Linked DNA regions of Mus musculus: region 2 is linked to region 1. The links are chromatin contacts, called in public Hi-C maps. All regions are on one chromosome and are shown on one strand. Each heading gives the region's core, a stretch centred on a gene start, on an enhancer-like site or on the middle of the called end of the contact. The rest is flanking DNA. Distances are from core to core; before and after follow the strand shown.

Region 1 (5,586 bases), core at 1,934-4,433:
CCCAAACATACAAATCATCACACCACCCCAGTCACCAGTACCGAAAGACGGGGGGAAATAATGCAGTAACATGTACCTTCAGAACACAAATGAGTCCTTCCCCAAAGGCTGCCTTGTCAGGCCATGCACAGACAGAGAAGCAGCAACAGAGGGGTGGGCATGTTCAGATGGAGGGGAGCATCAAAAGGGTCTTGCCAAAAATGGAAACAAGCACTTGGCAGAAAGGCTCTGTTGAGATTTCTATAGAGCTCACACATCTAGAGCAAGCCAGGAGGCCATTGCTATTGCTGGCCATGACCTATGGAAGCCAGAGTCCACTGTATGGGAGTCAATGCAAAAAACAAAAGCAAAACAACTGTTTATTTTAAATAATGTGATGCCTGTATTTAAATAATGATTGCTTAAATATTTTAAATAACTTAAAACAAAAAACAAAAACAAAACCACAAGTGGCTGGAATATGGCCCCCTAGCATCAGAGAGAGTATAACAGAAGTGAGCAGACGATGGCTGACTCAGGAGACTCTGAGCACCTGCGTGGCTTCAGCTGTAATACGCAACCTCAGAGACTCAGTTCCTGGATGTTAAGGGGGGGGGGGTGTTAAACCAGGCTATAATTCCAAGGCTCTGGGACTCCCCAGAAGTGATAGGGTTCTGAGGTACACTGGTGCCATCTAGTGGTGGGATAAATACATTGGTCATACAAGACAGTATTTGGAATCAGCAGATTTGAAGAGATATAAAGGGAGTCTATTCAATTAGAGGCCTTAGAAATCAATTCAAAAGAGGCCAAGAGAAAAACATGGTCTATAGAGGAAGTTTACTCAAAGCTTCATGATTACTAGTTTCTGGAGTGCAGTGTTGGGTAGTGAGGAGAGCAATTACAGCACTTTATAAACTTCAACACCAAAAATAGAAATTAGCCATCTAAGGCCACTAGAGAATGAGTAAAATTACTTTTATGACTAAAAAGATAACTTTACAGCACGAAGGAAACAGACAGAAATACCACTTGCTTGGATATCACAATTTCCTTTTGTTTTGTTTTGTTTTGTTTTCAAGACAGAGTTTCTCTGTGTAGTCCCGGCTGTCCTGGAACTCACTCTGTAGACCAGGCTGACCTTGAACTCAGAGATCTGCCTGCCTCTGCCTCCCAAGTGCTGGGATTAAAGGCGTGCACCACCACTGCCTCGCCAGTTTTCTGACTTGCTACCCAGAGTTCCTTCTTCCTAAGGGACTGGGGGGCTTGGGGGTGGGAATGGGGCGCTGTCCACATGAATAAACAAGTTCACAATTTCTGCTATGTCCCTTCGGGACCAACTGGTTGGCGTCTGTCTGTCACATGAACTAAAGGTTAACATAATCTAGCCCTAAAGGCACGCCCCGTTCTCTATCCTGTGCCTTCTTCCCTACCTCAGTCTCATGGCACAAATGAAAACAAGCTGTTGAATATAGTTCAACAAACAGGAAATACCCTTAGGCCAAATCCAAGATCACTGCCACCTCTGTTTGGTAGTGGCTTTCCCCAAGACATGCTCCATGCTCTTAAGTCGTGCATCACCATACTTGCACTCTAATATTCCCCTCACTGAAGGAGAACACTCTTTAACCTGTCAGTTTTACTGTCTCCCTAAGGGGATAGTTTCCTTAATTTTCCTTTTACTGTTGTAAAAGAATTCTACTATTGGTTGTTTAATGCTGTTTCTTGTTTGGATGTTTACAGCTATTCTGTTATTTGCCTCTTCTTTCCAGAAAACTTACACCACGTAAGTCATCTGCTCCCGAGACCTTCCCAGAAGGTTTATCTCCCTGTTGGCTACAGATAACGGGCAAGAGTGATTTCTCTCATCACCTTGCAGAGCAACAGGCGGGAGAGACAGTTGCACGTTTGCTGCAGAGAGCTGACTGCACCAGAACTGAGCTAGCCCATACGTATGCTGGCTCTGCTTTTCCGAGCAGTGGAGTGATTGCAGACTCGGCTTTCCACCTTATGCAGGCACAGAACAGACCGGCCTGTGCCATGCCTCTGGGGTTCCTAGGTCTCAGAACCAAGCAGGCATCAGGCAGGGTTTCCACCTTCCCCACTCTATCACGGCCCAGACGCTACCACAGGGTTCTTGGCAGCTGTAAAATTAAGCCTTAGGAGTTTCTTTCTTTTTTTTCCCTTCCTTCCTTTCTTTTTTTTTTCCTTCCTTCCTTTCTTTTTTTTATTGCTAGCCAATATGAGAAAGAAAGAAAAAGACTCTTTTTTTTCTGTACATATTATTCACATATGTCCATCCTGTCTGCTCTTTGAAAAGGGAACACCAACCTCCTTGAATTTTCTACCACAAGTAATAACTTTACGACAGAAATTATTGGGTCACATTTCAAATGTAGATACTTTATCCTTTCAAAAACTAAAATGAGTCAGGCATAGTGTCACATGCCATAAACCCAGTGTTAGGGAGGCTGAAGCAGAAAAATGACAAGCTCAAAGCCAACCTAGCCTACACAGTAAGATCCTGCCTCAAAACAAAAACCACTAAAAGGACAGGCAACATTTGCCCTGTACATAAGGGTGAGTATGGCCCAGGCCTTGGGATGAACCATGATTCAAAGGTCTGACTCACAGGGAGAGCTCAGGAGATTCACTGGGCACCCTGTGCCAGACAGCTCCAATCTTACAACTTTATTCTGCTTCTTCCAATAGCCCAGTGACTCTTTGTTGACGGGAAACAACGTCTACGCTAACAGCTGAAGGTATTCAGGACGCTCTAGACTTGGCCTTGGCCAATATGGCACTGTGTCCTCCACAATCTCCTACAGAGGTCAAACCGAGAAGTTAAGAGCTCTGAAGCTAGGGCAAATGTCCAGGCTGAATATCAACTCCTGTCTTCATCAACTACAGCGGCTGGTACAAACTGACACTTCTAATTCTTCATCTATAAAGTTAGTAAAAACATTAAGGATCTTGGTGATTGTGCCGCTGGCTAAGAGTATCTACAGAGTGCTTAAAAGTCAGTACCTGAAGCCTGGTCATATGTAAAACTCCTTGCTGTGTTACTATTAGGATAGAATAGAATAAAGTCAGAACTCTACAGTCACCAAGAATCTTTGCTTTCTAAATGACTGGTGTTTGCACATGCAGAATATATTATTCCCAGAAGACATGCCCCCAGTTTCACTTCTGTGAATCTAACCCTTCTTTAAGTGCTCAGTGAAAATCACTTCTCCATCAGGCCTTTCCTGACCATCCATTGTTGCTTCATTCGCCTCTAGGCAGCAAAAGCACACTGCCCATTTATTCTACCACTGCTCACAGGGGACTCACACCTCTCCTCTCCCCACTGACACACAAAAAACAAAGGATTGCAAGCCTGCATCTTAACAAGCTTTTGCATCTCTCAATACTGCTAAAGGAATCCACGTTACATCCTAGCTTAGATCATCAGTGCTTTAAAAAGCTCCAGTCTCAGGAAAGCATTAGTCCCGTTGACTGCCCCCTACCACTCAGCACTGCCACTGGCTTCCCTTCACCTTTGTCCACCAGTGTTTCACTTCTGCCTGCAATAAAACAAGGCCGTCTAGTATCTCTTTACTTAGCTGTCTATTCTCGGTTCAGCACTGCATTTGACCACCATCTCCCTAGGAAGCAGGTTACTGATAGTAATCTGCTGTCTCACCGCACCCACTCTTCAGTCCTCAGAGTCTGTTTTTGATCGTCACCAGCAGGCTTCAAGCCAGGGACCAGTTCTTGGCTTTCTATGAATGTTATAGCATTTGGCATCACCCTGATAGTTTCATTTCTATGATCCCTTCCCTTAGTTCTTTCCCCTCTGGCCAATGTGCTGTGTTGACCCGAGTATATTCCATTTCATTTGTATTTCTGGCAGTGTCCTTCTCCTACCTTCCTCCAGTCACTGGAGATGTCCAGAGTACAGGGCTCGGTCTCATATTCTAAGCTGGTACAATGTTCTCTAAGACATTTGCTTACTACTGCAGTTTCAATTTAAGTCCGAGGAGCAGCATCTGCATGCTCTATACAATGGCTTTTCACTCAGGCTTTTAGCTCTAAGGGACTGTCAGCTATCTTTGCTTTAACACAGCACCGTCACCTCCTATTTAACACCCAAAACCATATCACATCTCCTGCAAAAAGGTACTTTCCCTTCTTCCTGAATTTCCTGTGGCTAATTTAAGAGACATCTGAGTCAGGAGATGTTGCTGCGTAGTATAATGTATAGTTGCCATGTGCCAACACTCGGGTTCAATCCCCCTGTACTACACACAGACACAGACACAGACACAGACACAGACACAGACACAGACACAGACACACATACACACACAGCATCTGGCATTCACACTGGTTCCAAGGCTTCCTTCAATCATGCCAATCCAAGGGTAAACTCGAAAATTTTCCTTTGTAGCAAACCTCAACCTATTCTTGCTCCTTCCTGCTCCTGCTCCTTCCTGCTCCTTCCTGCTCCTGCTCACAGCTGAAGTCACAGTTAAACTTTCAACAATACTATGTGTGCCGTCATTTACACAAAATCACAATAGAGTCCCCTACCCGTAGAGTTAGATAACCCTAAAGCAGGGCCTTAAGTGGTTCACAAACTGGTTCTCCTTTTGTTCTTTTCCAGCACAAGCTCTTTGCTCTCTGCTCATAGGCTGGCCCAGCTAATGCATGCCACATCTGCACCTGCTCTATGGCAGGCCATTGATACTGTTTAGTCACATAACTACGTAACCACCTATCCAAGCAACCACCTTTCCGAAAAGACAAAGAATACTAAAACAATTTCAAATTGATGATTTTTAAAAAGCATATCTATTAACTATTTAGCAGTTGTTGATTTTATCATGTTGGGGGATTTAAAGACTACTGTATTTAAAAACCCCAAATCAAATATCTATCAAGTATGTTGGTTCAAATATAATCCAGGACTCAGGAGGCCGAGGCAAGAGGACTGTGAATTCTGGACCATTTTGGGAGACAAAGTGAGTCAGTATCTCATCATACTGCCACCACCACTATTAGCAACAACACAGAAGCCGCTTACCAGGAAATACATGAAGCAAAATGGCATCTTATTGTGTGCAATTTGTGTCCTCTAAAACAAGTAACTTCATCGTCAATATCTGTCTAGCATACATGAATTTATAGCAGCACTTAGAAATGTTAGATTTGTCCCATGACAGATGGAATTTTATCCAGAATTTTAATACCTTTTATCCAGAATGTTTGAATAGATCAAAACCCTACACTATTACAACAAATTAATCTATTAAAACTAATTTTGCTCATTTTCATTTGCCCTATATAAAAAGTGAAATGCTAGAGAAAAACAAAAAAGAAAAGATCCTCACCTCATAGCTGCAAGTTACATTTGGATATACCCTTCTTTTCCTTTTAAGATTTATTTAAAAAAAAAAAAACAAAAACAAAAACAGCCGGGCGTGGTGGTGCACACCTTTAATCCCAGCACTCAGGAGGTAGAGGCAGGCAGATAGAATTCTGAGTTGGAGGCCAGCCTGGTCTAAAAAGTGAATTCCAGGACAGCCAGGGCTATACAGAGAAACTCTGTCTCGAAAAAAACAA
Region 2 (5,586 bases), core at 1,579-4,078, 650 kb before region 1:
TCAAGAAAAGTCTCAGTGTCTGTGGCTTTAGGAGTCTGACCTTGGGTCTCTGACTTCTTGAAATATCTGGAATACCAAGGTGATGCTTCCCAAAACTCTGTTGGAACTTACCCTTCAAGGGAGAGTGGAAATATTTGGGAAAAAATAAGGAAAGAGTGACTGGAGCCCCCCAGGGAATTTCTGAGTCACAATTATTCTGCTACACTGCCAGCCTTGACTTTTAACAAGTGTAACACTCTTAGTATAGGAGCATGCATGGCTAATCTTCCAAACTGGGCTTCATCTTATAATTATTGGTAGTGAAAATTAAACCAGAAATCTCCCCCTGTATAATAGAAGAGGAGGGGGGGAAGAAGAGGAAGAGGATAGATTTCCCAGGCCTAATTTTTTTTTTTACTTAGTTGTGAAAGTCAGTGTGTGCATGGAAAACATTGGAAATATCAAGACCTAGCAGTGAGAGTTTAAAGTGAACAATAGAAATGAACTCCAGATCCGAGGATGCAGTGCGCTGAGATGGGTCACCTCCAGAGACTTTGCGCTCCTGTGGAGATGACTCAGTCTCCACTCCCAAACAGAAAAGGAAGCCTGCTAATCACTTGAAGTACTCTTCTGACTTATTTATACTCCATGTTTACAGTAACAGAAACTTCTGGACCCAAGGGCAGATATCAGTCACTTCATCTGCAACCAACTAGGTCAATTATTCTGATAATCCATTATGTACCACAAGGTCAAGGAAAGAGAACCTTCTGGAAACTGTTCGGTGACCAACAAAGAAAACAATACAGAGATTCTTTGCCAATTCTACTTGCAGCCAAGGGCAGACCCAATGGTACTTATGAGGCAAAATGTCAACACAGAGAACAAGGCATTGTCCCTTTCTACTCTGGGTCTAGTCAGGTGACTGACGATAATGACATCATCTTCCAACCTTGCAAGGGAAAGAGCACTTTTCTAACCAACTTACCTACAGGTGCCCACCATTTTCATCAACTCCAAAGTCTTGCCTCTTTCTGACTCCCCGCCCACCTGTGATTTCCCCTGTGTATTGCACCTGTTCTAGGTCCTAACACCTGTCTCCCTTTCAGCTCACCTGTCTCCCTCTCAGCACACCTGTTTCCCTCTCAGCACTCTTGTCTCCCTCTCAGCACACCTGTCTCCCTCTCAGCACACCTGTCTCCCTCTCAGCACACCTGTTTCCCTCTCAGCACTCCTGTCTCCCTCTCAGCACATCTGTCTCCCTCTCAGCACATCTGTCTCCCACTCAGCACATCTGTCTCCCACTCAGCACACCTGTCTCCCTCTCAGCACACCTGTCTCCCTCTCAGCACACCTGTCTCCCTCTCAGCACACCTGTCTCCCTCTCAGCACACCTGTCTCCCTCTCAGCACACCTGTCTCACCATCTAGCTGTTTCCACTTGCTCCTGTGTCTTAACCACGATCTCTCTGATTCGTTGCTCTTACTATCACAGCTCAGTTTTTCTTTACAATTAAGTTTCTGGAGAAATACCTGTCTTCCTGTCTCAAATCTCATTAAAGGCTCAGTCTACTTGAGGACTAGCTTCTCCTGCGTCACAGATACTGCTTACTCCACATGGCTGTATGACATTTTTTTTTCTCCTATCTTACTTAACTTTTGGCTATATTTGATGCAACTGAATATGTGGTGCCAAAAATGTCCTGTGGCTTCCATGAAGTCTTGCTGCAGCTTCCTTCAGCCTTTCTACATAAACTACCTACCCTTAAATGTGAAAACCCTTTCTCTTCCATTCCTGTTTATAATATGTTTCATGCATGCTGAGTGACTTGCCTCTAAAATCCCCATTTATGACCTCAATGTCTCTTACATTTTACCTATGATTGAAGCCTCTTAGGGGCCATGGTGGTATCTTAGGCATTAGGCATTTCTATGTGTCCAGAAACTACTAGAACCTTGACGGGGACTATTTGCCACAATCCCCCTTTTGTTCTTTCTCTCTCTTTCACTCTCTCTGTTTCTCTTTCTTTCTCTCTGCTGATTTCAGGCATAAAACAATTGTTTTCATAACCTTAAAATTATTTTAATCATGATTAAATACTTTTATCATCATGAAAAGATTTCAACTCTGTTCATAAAACCCTAAACCATGATGAAGAATTTAAATATTTAAATGGTAAGATAATTTTTGTGTATAAACTATTACTCCATCATAGCCAAAGTAAAATCACAAATGTCAAAATGAGATAAAAGAAGAGAAGCATACAGATAAGTGATGGATACCTTTAATATAAAACAGTATTGACAAGTAGTAGCTGGGCAGAGGATAACAATAAATATTTCACAAGAGCAGAAGCCAAAATGACCAATATGCATGTGAAAAAATTCATCTTCCTTACAAAGGGCAAATTAAATAAAAATAAGATATCACTTGACAAACTTGACAAAAAATAATAATAATAATTCCCAATGTTAGAAGGTGTTTAGAAAACAGAAACTTCTCCAGTGTTCTCTCAAGAATATGGATAAGCCCAGTGGGGGTGGCGCACTCCTTTAACCCCAGCACTCAGGAGGCAGAGGCAGATATCTGAGTTTAAGGCCAATGCCAGTATTGTCTACTGAGCAAGTTCCAAGACAGCCAGGGCTATACAGAGAAACACTGTCTGGAGAGAAGGATAGGGAGGAGGAACAGGAGGAGGAGGGGGAAGGGGGAGAGGAAGGGGAGGATGTAGCTGGTACACCATGTGAGGAAGCTAATTTTGTAATTTGAAGCCAACACTCTTTACAATGTGATTTTCCTTTCACTCACCAGTTCCTGTTCTAAAATTATATTCAAAGGAAAGACTATGGATTGCATAACTATGTGGTTATTTCTTAGGGTACCCTTTAACCTCTGAGTGCCCAACAGGGCTGTATCAGTGACAATCCCTTCACAGCACTATTGCTATGCAATAATAAATAAATAATACATAATAATAAAAATAAATAATAAAAAAATAAATAATGTTCACATTTATTATTGACCTGGGAAATACTTGGTATTGAGTAAAAGTTTCTTCAGAATAATCTCATTTCCCAGGAATATATATGTGAACATAGGAGAAAACTCAAAACAAATACCAAAAATTTTAAGACTGTTTTCTGATTGTCTCTGAGAGTTAAATTCACATAGGGCCCTCAGCCCATTTCTCTTATTGTTTGTACACAATCTTTTTAAAGGTAACAGGGTAAACTGGGGCTGAGGATGTGGCTCAGTTGGTAGACTGCTTGCCTGAACTTGATCATGCCTGTAATCTTAGCACTTGGGAGGTTGCAGTAGGAGACACAGAAGTTCAAGGCTATCTTTGGCTACATGAGGAGTTCAAGGCCAGTCTAGGATACATGGCATTTGTCTCAAAAATAAATGAATGACCAAATGAATGAATGAAACAAAAGTACAGGGAGGGGAAGTCGTCTAGAAGATACTTATGTGCACTCGGTATTTACCCAATGAGGAGAAAGCCATTGGCAAGAAAAAGGGATTTAAAAAAGATAAAGATGAGGAAACCCTCAGAGTTCATTAACAAAGCTGGATACTTCTCAAGTCTCTCACTTGCAATCCCGAAGCAGAATACTTGGCAGGAACTTGCTAGAAGTGATGGAAGCAGCAGGTTGCATGGGCACGGAAAAGGAGAAAACAGTGGTCTGGCCTGAGCACCCCAGATTCCACTTCTAAGACTCCTTCTTGGGCTTTGCGCCTACACAAGGGACCCCCTTATAGAGAGATTCTCAAATGTCCCATCGCAGATCTTCGAACAGAAAGCACTGTCTTTCGGGCTACTCCCCGACTTGTGCCAGACTCCACACAGGCTGTTCTGCCTTGGTAACACACCACCTACTGTTGGCTTGAGGCACTGACACTAACATGCATGTGCCTTAAACCCACCCCTATTTCCCTATCCTTGCAGGGACTTTAGGTTCAGCATTGCTCCTCTCCATCCCCCCCCCACCCATTTTTGGAAACCGTCTCAGTTTTTCTTTTAGCTTCATTCTTTATCTAAAGATCTTGAGGGTTTGCAGGGTATGCAATGATACCCAGCTAGCTCAGTTGGTAGCACATGAGATGCTTAATCTCAGGGTCATGGGTTTGTGCCCCATGTTGGGCACCAGTTGTGGATCCAAGTTTTGCCCCACTACTGGGGTGTGAGAAACACTGCTGGGTGGACAAAACACAAAGATGTTGACTGTGTTTACCCTGCACCACTGCCTTTGGGTACTGGGCTTTAGGGAAGTATAGAGACACTGCTCAGGGGGGGTAGGAAAATGCAGCTCAGGATGTGGGAGGCTGAAGCTGGGGTTCCCTGACCACCCGGGTATCCAGTTGCCACTGGGGTGCCATACAAAGGAATCAGGAATGAATTCCTGGGGGTACACAGGCCGCAACAAGGCTAGGATGGGTTAATGGGGAACTCCAGCTTAGTCCATTTGTGATTGTCCTTAGCTTGGTGGCAGTTGTCTGGGGGCCTTCTGTGGGAGACTTAGGTTGCTGCTCTGTAGGAAAAGAAAGGTCTTCCTCATGCTTCCCATGGTGGTTTCAATGGAAGAGACAGTCCTTGGTTCCAAACTGTCTATTGATTGTTCATCATGAGAAATGGGTGCATACCACCTTCTCAGGGTGGACCAGAGATTAAATATCTTTTGAAGGATGGAATGTCTGGGAAGGGAAGCTTATTGACTAAACCCTCAGGGTCTCTAGATATCTCATTAGCAGGAAGAGAATTCTGTTTAGGTCACGTTTCCTATATGAAAGGTGTGGCACGTGTTCCAGGTCAGGAATCTAATAGGCAGTAGGGAGACGCCTACTGTATCAGGTGGGTGCCTGGGTGCCGGGGTCTCGGACCCACTCATCCTTACTAAGTTTCCTGCATGGTCTACTGTCCCACAGGGCAGTGGTACTGCCCCTGCTCCTCTTTCTCTACCCCTCCTTCCTTTCCTTTCAACTGTGTGAAATCAAAGAAAGTACCCAATCAGAGAGAACTCCTCTTAAGAGTTGTGCTAGCTACGTTCCTGTTCTAAAAAAGAAAGAATTGTTTTCTATGTGTTCAGAGTTGAGGGTTTTAGTTCCCCTCACTGCCCTTGCACAGAACAAGCTATGTCAAAAAATGATCAGAAATACAGCTTCTGCACACAAATCTACTAAAGGTCATCAAAACGAGACAAAAATCTCTGCTCTCAAGATGAATAGCTCTGTGGGAACAGAGAGAAACACATAGAACACCAAAGTAGAAGTAATTATGATAGCAATTATAATATGTTAATATGTGTATACTATGAAAACTTTAATACATTAACATATTATATAATTGTAATATGTAATATATAACCTGTTAACTACTGTACAAAAGGTTATAATAGATTAATATGCATACACTATGATAATTTTAACATGTTAACATACTATATAATTATAATATACATATATAATATGTAATTTATAACCTGTTAACTACAGTACAAAAGGTTTATTCCCCACTAACAAGCAGTCTAAGAAATAAGAATGTAAACCCAGATTATCTTTCTGACTCCAAAACCTACATATTACCCCCAACCTTAGTGGTTTGGTAGCCAC

Evidence for each region. Hi-C and Micro-C count contacts between places; a contact is called where the count stands out from the background.
Region 2: a contact with region 1 is called in a Hi-C map of bone marrow-derived macrophages, with 13 read pairs. The contact joins two enhancer-like sites. A contact is called at or near these places in 1 of 15 datasets of contacts at CTCF or cohesin (large pre-B cells), 1 of 484 Hi-C or Micro-C datasets (bone marrow-derived macrophages), 2 of 115 datasets of contacts at active chromatin or transcription factors (bone marrow-derived macrophages and pancreatic cancer cells) and 1 of 9 other capture datasets (macrophages).

The regions. Positions count from the first base shown.
Region 1 is chr17:74,806,113-74,811,698 of GRCm38.p6, reverse strand. All of the region lies in intron 13 of Ttc27 (tetratricopeptide repeat domain 27), which reads right to left. Among named protein-coding and RNA genes, the nearest start is that of Ttc27, 91 kb to the right of the region's middle. Within about 2 kb of position 3,183, at least 29 of the 459 cell types and tissues checked have an H3K27ac peak or open chromatin away from gene starts, as enhancers often do. A contact at or near this core is called in bone marrow-derived macrophages, where this site is marked.
Region 2 is chr17:75,459,078-75,464,663 of GRCm38.p6, reverse strand. All of the region lies in intron 1 of Rasgrp3 (RAS, guanyl releasing protein 3), which reads right to left. Among named protein-coding and RNA genes, the nearest start is that of Rasgrp3, 26 kb to the right of the region's middle. Within about 2 kb of position 2,828, at least 24 of the 459 cell types and tissues checked have an H3K27ac peak or open chromatin away from gene starts, as enhancers often do. A contact at or near this core is called in bone marrow-derived macrophages, where this site is marked.